2 separate regions of the Mus musculus genome follow, and region 2 is linked to region 1. The links are chromatin contacts, called in public Hi-C maps. All regions are on one chromosome and are shown on one strand. The core of a region is the stretch at or near the end of the contact, and the rest is flanking DNA. Distances in the headings are between cores, read along the strand shown.

What was found. Hi-C and Micro-C count contacts between places; a contact is called where the count stands out from the background.
Region 2: a contact with region 1 is called in a Hi-C map of the N1E-115 cell line, with 2.8 times the contacts expected there. The contact joins two enhancer-like sites. A contact is called at or near these places in 1 of 39 promoter capture datasets (hippocampal neurons), 2 of 484 Hi-C or Micro-C datasets (the N1E-115 cell line and embryonic stem cells), 1 of 115 datasets of contacts at active chromatin or transcription factors (astrocytes) and 1 of 9 other capture datasets (pancreatic islet).

Annotation. Positions count from the first base shown.
Region 1 is chr5:117,608,178-117,610,877 of GRCm38.p6, forward strand. The region is part of intron 4 of Ksr2 (kinase suppressor of ras 2); the gene reads left to right. Among named protein-coding and RNA genes, the nearest start is that of Gm42013, 130 kb to the left of the region's middle. Within about 2 kb of position 1,379, at least 4 of the 459 cell types and tissues checked have an H3K27ac peak or open chromatin away from gene starts, as enhancers often do. A contact at or near this core is called in the N1E-115 cell line, where this site is marked.
Region 2 is chr5:117,789,024-117,791,760 of GRCm38.p6, forward strand. No RefSeq gene overlaps it. Among named protein-coding and RNA genes, the nearest start is that of Nos1, 76 kb to the right of the region's middle. Within about 2 kb of position 1,283, at least 14 of the 459 cell types and tissues checked have an H3K27ac peak or open chromatin away from gene starts, as enhancers often do. A contact at or near this core is called in the N1E-115 cell line, where this site is marked.

The DNA.
Region 1 (2,700 bases), core at 129-2,628:
GTGCTGGGCTGGGGAGCTGAGTTTCGAAAGACCACTGGGTGGGTGTATCCAGTGCTTTTTTCAGCCTGTGATAGTTTCACTGGGCAGTGGGTTGATTGGGACGGACCCATGCTATCAGCAGAGGGACAGTGTGCTCTTGTGTGTGTGCCCTTACTTTTCTATAGGACACACCAGTTGAGGAAGCAGCTGGGGTCTCCATGTATCCCTCCCTATTAAATCAGCCAGCTTGGTCTAAAGAGATGGGTCTCCATGGACTACCTCCACTCCCACAACCTCACCCTAGCTTAAGCCATTAATGTCTTGCCCTGACAATCTTTTCCCTAATAACACTGTCTTAGTCAGGGTTCTATTCCTGCACAAAATATCAGGACCAAGAAACACTTGGGGAGGAAAGGGCTTATTTAGCTTACATTTCCACATTGCTGTTCATCACCAAAGGAAGTCAGGACTGGAACTCAAGCAGGTCAGGAAGCAGGAGCTGATGCAGAGGCCATGCAGGGATGTTACTTACTGGTTTGCTTCCCCTGGCTTGCTCAGCTTGCTTTCTTATAGAACCCAAGACGACCAGCCCAGGGATGGCACCACCCACAAGAGGCCCTCCTTCCTTGATCACTAATAGAGAAAATGCCCCACAGCTGGATCTCATGGAGGCACTTTCCCAACTGAAGCTCCTTTCTCTGTGATAACTCCAGCCTGTGTCAAGTTGACACACAAAACCAGCCAGTACAAACACTTTTTTGTTTCCTGGCAAAGAAGATGGAACTCAGGTGTTGCACATGTTTGGCAAGTGCTCTGCCACTGAGCTACAATCCCAACCCCTTACTGAGGGATTCTAGGCAAATGCCCTACAGCTGGGCCACACCCATCTACTCCAATTCCTCTTTAATTAAAAACAAAAATAAAGATTGAAAGAGTTATGGGTGCTTGAGTGCATGTGTGTGTATATGTATGTGTGTGTGTGTGTGTGTGTGTGTGTGTGTGTGTGTTCATGCACATGCCACAGTGTATGTGTAGAGGTCAGAGAAACGTTTGAGAGCTAGTTTTCTCCTTCCACCATGGGTTCCAGGGATCAAATTTAGGCCATCTGTGAGCTTGCATAGGAAGCACCTTTCCCCACTGAGCCATCTCTTCTACCCCATTCCATACTTGCCCCATCAGACTCCACTTTATACTTCAAGCAGGGAGACCCTTTAAAAACACAGTCTCATGGCATCCCCCCCTCCAGCTTCCTGTGGCCATTGGCATAGAATTTAACCTGTCATCAAAAAAATGGCAGAGCAGATCTGCAGCGGTCTGGTCCACTGCCCCCACCCTCATTCTGAGTTCCCTGCCCTGACTGTGCCCTCCTGACAGCACCCCTGCCTCCCTCCTGACCCCAGACCTTCCCAAGCCTCCCTTCTGCCTGACATTCAGGGCTCTACAGAATGCCACACCTGACCTCTCCCGGGTTACCACCGTGCTTCTGGATCTTGCAGCCCCAGACCTGTTTGCTGGGTTACCTGGGGATGAATACACATCTTTTAAAGGCACAGTGACAAAGGGGCCATACCACACACACCGAATTTACTTCTCTGTCCTCCCACTCCATAATAAAAGTTGGTGCACCCTCCACCCTGACTCTTTCCAGCCTGCAGCTCCTCCATCTGATGGAATGGTGGTAATTTAATTGACCACTCCACTCTGAGGCACAGTGAAGAGGCTTTCAGTCTCTGGCAAGGCAAAGTTAATTTTTCTACGATGGGTAGATAGAAATCTGACAAGAGAAAGAAGAGAGGAGAGGGAAGGGAGGATGGGGGATGAGAGAGGAAAGAGTAAGGAGGAGGGAGGCAGGAGATGGAGGGGAAATGGAACTGTTGATCTAGTGGTGAATCATTGTTGGGGTTCCCTCCTCCATTGTGGGAGTTGGAGTGGGTGGGAGTGACCAAGTGTTTCATCTTCTATAGCAGTGGCCAATAGCCACATGCAACTTTTTTTAAAAGTCTGAATTGTATTAATTAGTGAGTATTATTGTTGAATGCACATGTGCACACCCATGTGCCCCAGGGTGTGTAAGTGTGTGTGTGTGTGTGTGTGTGTGTGTGTGTGTGTGTGTGTAAGTCAGAGGACTGATCGTGGGGATTAGTCCTCTTCTTCCACCATGTGGGTCCCAGCCATGTAACTCGGGTCATCAGGCTTGGTGGTGGCAGGTGCCTTTATCCTCTGAGCCATCTGGTCAACCCACCCATGGCTCTGCAACGCTGTAAAGGTGCCTCATGTGACCAGTGAAAAGGATTTTCCATTTAATCTTAAAATTTGAGGTTAGTTGATGTTTTAGCAGCTTTGAGGAGCAGAGTAGATTTAGGCAAATGAATGGCTCCATTCTCTGAATGGATCGTCTCAGCACCTTGGGACTGGGCGGTGGAGTGGGAGGAGCTGGGAAGAGCACACTAGTGATGGTCCTTGTTGCTGTTATTGCTTTGTCATAGAGGAACCAACCATGTCTCCGATTAGACCTGCCAGTTAAATCACAGGCTATTCCCTAGCCTGAGGCTCTGAACAGTCAAGGTTATGGAAAAAGACGGAGTCTTGGTAGTCACACCCAGAGAGTACTAGAGCTTAGTAGTTGAGCATGTCTGAGCTCTGAGCATGAAGTCCACTCAGTGGTACTCAACTGGGATCAGGCGTCATAGCATTATGTGGCTGGAGCTCTGGGTTAGGGCT
Region 2 (2,737 bases), core at 33-2,532, 180 kb after region 1:
CCCTTCAGTGTCACCGTGAAATGTCCTCATTACGATGTTTAAATGGGTGCCAGCAGACACGCTCCGTGAGTTCCCAGCTCTTCCGTCTCCCACACTGTTCTACAGCAGAAGTGAATAGACACGGTAAACATGATTGCAATTATGCAGCCAATAAAACTCGCCCTCAAAACACGCCTGTGACGGGCAGTGTGTCGCTCTGCCGCAACAAAATCACTGTACACCCAGAAAGTGTGGGACATGCTGCCTAGAGGGTCCTTTCCTTTTTTAACTTGAAGTTTAATTCACAGTTGTTGGGTTTGGGGGCTAGGTTGCATGTTTGGTTTTTTTTTTTTCCCTTCTAGAGGGTTCTTTTAATCACCCTTACAGTGCCTCTGCTGTGGTGACTTGATTTTCTGCTTCATTTTCCTCAGTAGGATGTGAGTCCATCTCTTCCTTAAGGTATAGCTGATGTCCCATCCTCAGGCTTCACTGGGCACCAGCAGGAGCATTTCCACACTGTCCCCTTGTCCTTGTGTGGTAATTACAGTTGGGGTGGCTCGGTCCGGTGGCTGTCACAGGCATGATGCAGAAGCGACTTCAGAAGGCACGGAGTTCAGCAACAAGATGTTCATCCGTCAGTTGAAGAACGCTGGCTGCCTCTGCCTGCGTACTAAAGCACCAAGTCCAGGAAGCCAATGTTTACAGCCCGGGGTAGGGAGGCCCCAGGAAATCAAGTGTATCTTGCAGAAAATAGGAATCATGAAAGGTTGTATAGGATCCAAGAGGTTTGGGGGCATTTCGGTTTGATGTCAGGAGGGAAAGATAAGAGCAAGGGATGTGGAAAGAAATAGACGGGGCAGGGTGGTGTGTATCAGTCATCTCAGTTGAGGGAGCAGAGCCTAGAGGGTCATGAGTTCAAGACCAGCCTGGGCTATAGGATGAGTTCCTTGAGGAAATTGCAAGGCAGGATAGAGAAATAGGGAAGGAAGGAGGGAGGAAAGGATAAACAGACGGTTGAATAAACTTCGCAGGTTTTGCGTCTTGATAGTGATACCCTAAGAACGGGCTTGAGTATGGCCTTCCCAGGGCCACGACCTGGGGATTTGGATGAACCACCATGCAGCTAAGCTAAGGGAAACCTCCACCACTTTCCTAGGCTTGCAGGGATCTGGTCTTGGCTCCACCCACCTTTTTTGGTCCTTGGTTGCTTCATGGGCAACTTGAGCGGGCTTGGCAGCAGGGATGAGTGAGTCAGGCAGACACACTCGGAGGAACCAGGAGGCCCACAGTCTCAGCCCTAGCCGTCTGCCTCACACCGGCTGTGTGGTCTGGGACTCATCCCTTAACACAAGGAGGAGTGTGTTTCCTAGGTGGTAAACAAGAGCCGATAGCCATCTTTCCTCATGCTGTTTGCCAATGTTTTATGTGTGATGTTTGCAGAGTCATTGTTTAGGGAGTGCCTGGAAGCCAGTGGGCTTGCGGGGGGGGGGGGGGGGTGGGAGTGGGGGGGGAAACTGTCAGCACAGCAGCCCCTCCCTACACCGAGGAGTCACTGTAATTCCCTCCTCCGTTGGTGTGTCCTTTCTACCACACATCTGGTCTCAGCTTCCTGCAGGTTGTGGATCTGGGAAGGATCCTATGACCTCATGAGTCTCTTCTAACTCACTTTCTCCTCGTGCTCAGGGGCACAGACCCCTTCTCAGCGCAATGGGGGTGGGGGTGGTGCAAGAGCACATGCACGCGGAGGCTAGAGGTCAATGTCACAGTCTTCCTCAATGTCTCTCTACTTTATCTATTGAGACGGGATCTCTCCCCTCCCAGCCTAGAGCTTGATAGCATGCCAGTCCAGTGAGCTCCAGGGATCCACCTGTCTCTGCCCAGCCCCTACCCCTGGCTTTGCAGAGGTCACTGCCACATCCAGCTTTTCCACGGGTGCTGAGGATCCAAGGCCAGGTTCTCAGAGCCTTGTTCTCTGTGCACCAGAATGCAATGCTCCAGGATGTACATGAACTGTTTGAAACCCTATGATTCACAATGTACCACTTCCCTTAAACACAGTGAGCTGTTGTGTGTTTGTGCTGGCACATCGATTAACAGGAGCTAGCTGTAAGGCTAACACTGCTGTTTTATGTCACTACTGGGAGGTGCATGCTTATAATTTCAGTACTCAGGAGGCTGAGGGGCGGGGTATGAATTTTGAAGCCAGCCTGGGCTACATTAATGAGACCCCTCCCATCTCAAGATAGACAATAGCAAGCTGTGGGATCTTGAAGTATGGACAAGTATAAATATCTCAGGGTATTTATGGTAACTGATATTTACGGTAACTAAAAGGGATGGGAGACAAAGATACAGGTATTGAAAACAGTCCTGGGATGTTTGTCCTTTTAAGGGCTGAAAGTATTAGGTTTTAGGGAGAGGCTAGCATGAAATAAAGATACTGGTTTTCCTGTCTACATTCATGGTCCCTCTTAGTGGCATCCCAAGAGCCCAGATTCCATGTCAGATGGCAGGAGCTGCCTGTCTGAAGAGTTACCACCCTCTGACTAGATGCATCTCTACTGGGGTCAGCTGAGTGTTTCCTCTGGGAACAGACACACACCTTGGGGCTGATCCATCAAGGTAGGAATCTTAGAAGAGGGAGGATAACTCGGTGGTTCCAGTACTTGTACAGTCCAGAGTTGAAATCCCCAGAACCCACTATAAATGTTGAGCAGAAATGGTGGCTTGGGTGTAATTCAGGAGGCAGAGACGGGAC